2 separate regions of the Danio rerio genome follow, and region 2 is linked to region 1. A link is a contact called in public HiCAR-type data. All regions are on one chromosome and are shown on one strand. The core of a region is the stretch at or near the end of the contact, and the rest is flanking DNA. Distances in the headings are between cores, read along the strand shown.

The links. HiCAR-type assays count read pairs that join an accessible place to other places.
Region 2: a contact with region 1 is called in a HiCAR-type map of caudal fin, with 3 times the contacts expected there. The contact joins the promoter of acot14 here to the enhancer-like site in region 1. A contact is called at or near these places in 6 of 18 Hi-C or Micro-C datasets (caudal fin, embryo, hematopoietic stem cells and 2 more) and 1 of 4 datasets of contacts at active chromatin or transcription factors (caudal fin).

What each region holds. Positions count from the first base shown.
Region 1 is chr4:26,225,540-26,228,914 of GRCz12tu, forward strand. il15ra (interleukin 15 receptor subunit alpha) reads left to right here. Exons shown (of 5, transcript NR_153373.1): 2 at 2,975-3,025. Among named protein-coding and RNA genes, the nearest start is that of il15ra, 15 kb to the left of the region's middle. Within about 2 kb of position 1,687, at least 5 of the 62 cell types and tissues checked have an H3K27ac peak or open chromatin away from gene starts, as enhancers often do.
Region 2 is chr4:26,258,963-26,262,337 of GRCz12tu, forward strand. It overlaps acot14 (acyl-CoA thioesterase 14), which reads left to right and starts at 1,833. Exons shown (of 12, transcript NM_001030110.2): 1 at 1,833-1,894; 2 at 2,420-2,510. The coding sequence starts at 2,458.

The DNA.
Region 1 (3,375 bases), core at 437-2,936:
ACCCACCCTATGACTTTACCAAGACTAAGAATAATGTCTAAAATGTCTTGTATTTTTATTTGCCTCTGCAGAGGCACCAAGACCTGATCACCAGTTCACATCATCCACAACAGAAATAAACACTCCCACAATTTCTGGCACAAGCACATCAATCACAGGTACGCGTTTTATTATATTACACAAGTATGTTTCGATTTTGTTTGGGTAGGCCCACATTTATATTAATTACATGGCACACTTCAGCAACAGGGTATATAACTTTGCCAACAACAACAAATGAAGTTTTCACAACCAAAGCAAGAACTACCAACCAGCCAACTTTGATGAGCACAACAAAAGAGGCGGAGCCTATTACATCAACAAATGCAATTACAGCTTCTTCAATTGCCAGCAGCATCGCTACCAGACAATTTAAGAGCACAACGTCACCACAAACACAGTCAAGCTCTTTTACTACAACAACAGGTGAAGCAGTTCACTATGATGGGTTAAGGTGCATGGGGCTAATGGACGTTTACAAATTAACATTCTAATTCATACAGATCACTCCTTACTCACACTTGTGTCATTCCAAATCAGTAACCCTGCACAATTTTTGCATTAATCTTCAACTACTGTAGCTATTACTATGTTTACATAAGTGTGCTAAGCCAAATTTCTACTGTTTGACATGACATTTGACATTAGCTCCACTTGCTAAACTTTGTCATTTCAAATTATTTGTTTACTGATTTTACTGAGTTTACTGAGCATTGTTTACATTTATATACAGTTTGGTCCATAAATCTTTGGACATCGATACAGCTCTAACATTTTTGGCTCTATAAACCAACACAATTGATTTGAAATGAATCAAACAAGATTTAAGCTTTAATTTGGGGGTATTTACATTCAAATTATGTGAACAGTGTAGGAATTACAGTTTACATATGTGCCTCCCACTAGTTAAAGGACCAAAAGTGATTGTACAATTTGCTTCTAAGCTGTTCCATGGCCAGGTGTGTGTTATACCCTCATTATCCTAATTACAATGAGCAGATAAAAGGTCATTTCAGATAAGAGTTCATTTCAAGTGTTCTATTTGCATTTGGAATCTGTTACTGTCAACTCGCAAGATAAGATCCAAAAAGTCACTATCAGTCAAGCAAGCCATCATTAGAGTAAAAAAACAAAACAAACCCATCAGAGATATAACAAAAACATTAGGCATGGCCAAAACAACTCTTTGGAACATTCTTAAAAAGAAAGAACGCACCAGTGAGCTCAGCAACACTAAAAGACCTTGAAGACCATGGAAAAAACTGTGGTGGATGACCAAAGATCAAATGACGATGACTAAAGTTTCCCTAGAGAAGAAAACACCCTTTACAACAGCTGGATAGATCAAGAGCATTCTCCAGGAGTATAAGACTACGCCAGAGTGAATAAAGAGAGTTCACCACAAGGTGTAAACCATTGGTGAGCCTCAAAAACAGGAAGGTATGTAAACACCCTCAAATTAACGCTGACAGTCTGCAGTTAAAGCATATTTTGGTTGTTTCATTTCAAATCGATTGTGCTGGTGTATATAACCAAAAATGTTAGAATTGTGTAGATGTTCAACTATTTAAGGACCTAACGGAATATATTAAAAATCATATGAGGCAGATAGTTATGATTCTCTCAGGTCAATCAGTAATCTGCAGTTCTTAGTATTTTAATATTGTTAGTACCAAAGTTGTACTCAAAAGTACCAGGTACTGTACACAGTGGAAAACCCCAAATCATTCACAATTTGCTCAACACCAAATAAAACTATTTGGTAAGTGAACATGTGTTTCCAAACCCTGTTCCTCAAACACACATGATTTAGACCATCTGTTTGTTAGTAGAAACTCTGAGACCTGATATATTGGAGCAGTAAAAGAAACATCCAACATGCGTTTGCATCATTTTCTTGGTGCATTAGTGCCTATTTTTTGTGTTTACAAAATATCTAATATACACTGACTCCTTTCAAAGAGATTTTTGTTGTTAAATTCCAAATGCTTTTCAGCTACAATTATTTTCGTGTTATTGGGTATTTGTGAGAAATCAAACTTAGAATCGTACATAAAGTCAAACTCAGCACTGAGGTCTTTGAGGTTAAGGCAAAAAAGGGTGCAAACCGGAACAATGTGAACCATGATCATACATCCTGTTACTGTATGTGCTCAAAAAAAAGTGATATCTTTATACATCCATGCAACAATCAATAAAAAAAAACCTGTTAATATTGTATCATATAAAGCAACAGTATGACATCTAAAAACTTGGATGAAGATTCCTATGACTTATTTTAGTCACCAAACAGATTTAGAAATTGAAAAATAATACAATTAAATTCAAGCAAAATATTGCAAATAAAAATTACAAAATACAAAACTTCAGCTACATTTTTTTAATTTTCTGCTTCTTTTGATTTTTCCTCTTTAAATTTAGATTTAATATTTTTCTATAACATAACATAAATTTGGGTGTACTGGTTTTTGGACCGTAATCGTAAATTATTTTGTTTGATAAGCTCCGGATTTGGCTTTAGTACTGACTAATCTAATGTATATGCACAAATGTAATATGGTATAGCTTCCTATTAAAAATATGACTTTAAAAGAGATTTGTGAGGGGTGTACTTATGTATGCTGAGCACTGTATAATGCCAAATCATACAAACAAATTTTTACTGTCTGATCTTAAATAAAAGGATCATTTCTTTATGCGTATCCTTCATAAACTCCTCTTTTCCTCTAAACATTCCTCCTCATGTGACATCTACAATGTTTATTGTTTAACAAGACTAACACAACAAAATAATCTGTGACATTGTTGAGTGAACTACTCTATGTGACTTGATGTCCATTATTTCTTTTTGATTCACCACTGTAACAGACTTATTTAATACTACTCATGATGATGATAATGATAAATGCAAAATTTTTCTTCTGCCACTTTTTAGGAATCTCTTTATCTGTGAAGACAACAGCTAATATGACAGCTAATTCTAAAGGTTATTACTCACAGTTTATTACAATATTTAATATGATTAATAATAATCAATGAACATTTAATCTCGTTAAACAAATCAAATCTTTTATATTTGTGATTCTTTGTAATCAACATCCTCAAGTGCACCTGGGATTGCTTTATAAATAGATCATACATTTTCTTCACTACTGTTTATAATATAAAACAGAACATTAAAAAACATTATTTTAGTTTTTGGAGTACATTTCATTTTGCATTTGACATCATTGTGTGTTTGTTTGTTTGCATGTAAAGCAACACATTAGCATTATACACTTACAGGGGATGGACAATGAAACTGAAATGCCTGGTTTTGAGCCACGATGATTCATT
Region 2 (3,375 bases), core at 583-3,082, 34 kb after region 1:
TATATATATATATATATACATACATACATACATTTAATTAATTAACTTTTTTTTACCTCATAAGGAGCTGAGCCCCCCTAGAATAAATATCCTAAAATTGCCCCTGCCTTGTCACTGTGTTCACTCTTTTCTGTGCCTGATTGTATGGTATAGACTAGTTAATGCCACACTGTAATGTGTTTTATATTCATAGTTCATTTTTGAAATAAAATTTGTGAAATGTTCGTTATGAGTTACTTTTTCGCAGGCGGAGTTGATCACAGAGAAAACAGATTGGAAACGCATTTGCTCCTCCATGACATTGGTATAAGTGATGCAAGTGTATCTATAGCAAATAAGCAGAAATTCTAATATATATATCAGATTTCTGACTAAGTTAACATTTGTATATAAAAATATGAGGATATATTTTAAAGTATTGCAAGACCTACTTCTAATATTTGGGACATTCTTTCAACAATTACAAATGCACATATTTTTAAATAATAATTATATAATAATAATAATAACATATCTGATAACAATATTAATTATATTATATATCATAAATCTTATTACTTGATCAAATTTAAAAAATATCAAAATTAAAACCCACTGATATGGTCTTAACGCATGTCGTGTGTACAGCATAAAGAACTATTTAAATCTATTAATTCATAAAATTCCTAAACCTTTTGTACCTGCATCACATATTGCAGATACAGATGGACATTATCTACATGTCTAAAGTATAAAGAAAGAATAATTTTATTTTATAAAATCATTGATTTAACTTTATTTAAATTACTAACATTACACAACCTTTCTTAGTCACAGTACACTATAACTATAGGCTGCTACAGCTAATTATATTACACTCTCTGATACAACAGTGTATTTTGATTGTTTAATTAACAAAAACATTCTATTAAATTGCAATTAGGTTGTCTTTGTAGGCTATGTATGGACATAAACTGTGCATATTAACCATATGAATAAATAATATCAAAGAGCATGATTCATGCCCGTAGCCAGCCTGGTTAAAAGGTGGTTCTTTTTCCTCAAAATGTGGACCTTTCTGCAATTATAAATACTGCATTTTAGAGATATTTTAAGAACAATTTTTAGCTGGATTAGCTTGATTATTACATCCTATATTAGCAAAAAGCAGTTATGATAAAATGAAAAAGTTTTTGTTATAAAAATACATTTTGAAAGATTATGGATAACAAATATACCCTTTTAGTATTAAAATTAACTTTAATATGGGCCACTTTTTATTTGTATTTTTTTCTATCAAGAATAAGGTCCAAGATTCAGAATAAAAGTTGTACTTGTAGTGACTTCACTTTCGTCATATTGTATGTTTTCTTGCACATGGATGTTAGAATATTGTTTGCATTCATTGAAAGCCTTCTTTGATGGGTTATTTTCAGAATTTATGATGGAATAGCATAGCAGTCAAGATATAAAACAAACAATTAAAAAATGAGCTCATGTATGGGACAACAATACTGGACCTTTTATCAGTGGGGGTTGTGTCTTTCGAACCACCCGACCTCCTGACATACTGGGCCTAGGCTATGTACTGTCTATCTGAGATATTATAACGTTTAGAATTAAAAACACAACAAAAAAGAAGAAAAAAAATGAATGATTTATTCGATTGATGATATTTCGCCATATTTTCACTTCAAGTCGGAAACAACAGGGCAGGGGCGCTTGGATCGAAGATCTGCCGAGTAGCATGTTTCAGCCGAGGTATGCGACTTGCGACCTTCCCCCAAATCGTTTTGGCCGGGGGAAGGGATGTTTAGGGGTATAAAACAGTTTGGTATTCAATGTGTGCACGCGAAGTGGTGTGCGATTTGCCTGGGAGTATCAACAACACCAAAACAGGAACGACATCGATTGGGTACGAAACTAGTTATGTTGTCATTTAATAATATCCCCATTCACTAAAATCTATCACTGTAGTACTTCTACAAGTTACCTTTGTGATGGTGGTGGGCTTGTTTTGCAGTTGTTTTGATCTGTCTCCCCAACAACAAAACAACACGTTAAACTACGATTTATAGTTTATCGGAATAGAAATAATTTAGTTAAACATGTATGTCCCAACTCCTGAAAGAGTTAAAACAAATACCTTTGCCTATGTAAGGACATAAACATGCGTGTCAAAGGTAATGTTTCGTCATCAGCAGTAGCCCTTGCTGAACCGCAGCAGACGACAACAGTAAAATTATATTGTTTTAACTCTAATTTCGTCAAGGTTACATATTTCAATCATTTGGACTTAAGCTTGATACATTTAGTAGTTTTAAACACTTCCGTCTAGGTCTTACAAAAAGTTGCGTGCTACAATGTTTATTTTATTTCCTTTTACACATCGCTATGTTGAAAAGTTTTTTCATTTATTTAACTTTTTTTTTCTTTTCAGGAATATTTTGATTTACTGTAATCAGTTTATTTTCACAAATGAAACGCTGGTCTACCCTTGTTGGACGTTTCATCATGTTAGCACCAGTTAGGTAACGTAGAAATTTATTTTATTTACTTCTTATAAAAAGTAAACAAAATTCAATGTTTTTTCTGTTACAGATTTTTTTAATGACCGTAACCTATATAGTTTGTGACTAACACAAAAGAAATGTGCCATTTGCTGTAAAGCTTGTGGATTTTGCCTTTCTAGTCTATGACAATTATTAATAGACAGCAATGTGTATTAGCCACTGAATAGCTATTAGTGTGTCAGTTTCAAAAAGGACACAAAAGGATAGCCACAGATGTTTTAAAAAAAGTGGCCCGCCTTGCCTACATGTGACTTCCGAAGCAAGGTTAATGAGGGAAAAACAATTAAGAATTGTTGATTTATTCAATGACAATTTTGACATAACATGTGTTGGCATGCTCATGAGTAGGCATGGGACAAGAACCGTTTTCAAGGTTTAGAAAAGTCAATGTATTTTTTAGGACAACAGCATATCAGCAAAAAAGATATCCAACGATCTTGAGCTGTAAAGAAATCTCTGTTTTTGAGACAAATGAAGACAGCAGAAGACAATGATTAATTTGAATTATTTATCCTGAAATGTTTACTGTTCCTAAATAGTTTAAAGGTTTCTCAAAACAAAATATTATGTGTTCAAAGCTGAAAATAGTTTTATTTTTTTACTCCGATTTAAAAATAATATATTTCAGAGCAATAATCACAATACCGTAAAATCGTAATATTTTTATCCAGGGTTATCAGGCCATCAGAATCGTATACTGGCCCATGCCTACTCCATAGAAAATGTCTGAACTTTTCACTGAATTGTTTTGTATGTAAATCAATGACTCAGTCACAAATATTTTTTTTACTTTTTAGCTTTTTAAATAATTTTTAATGTCTTA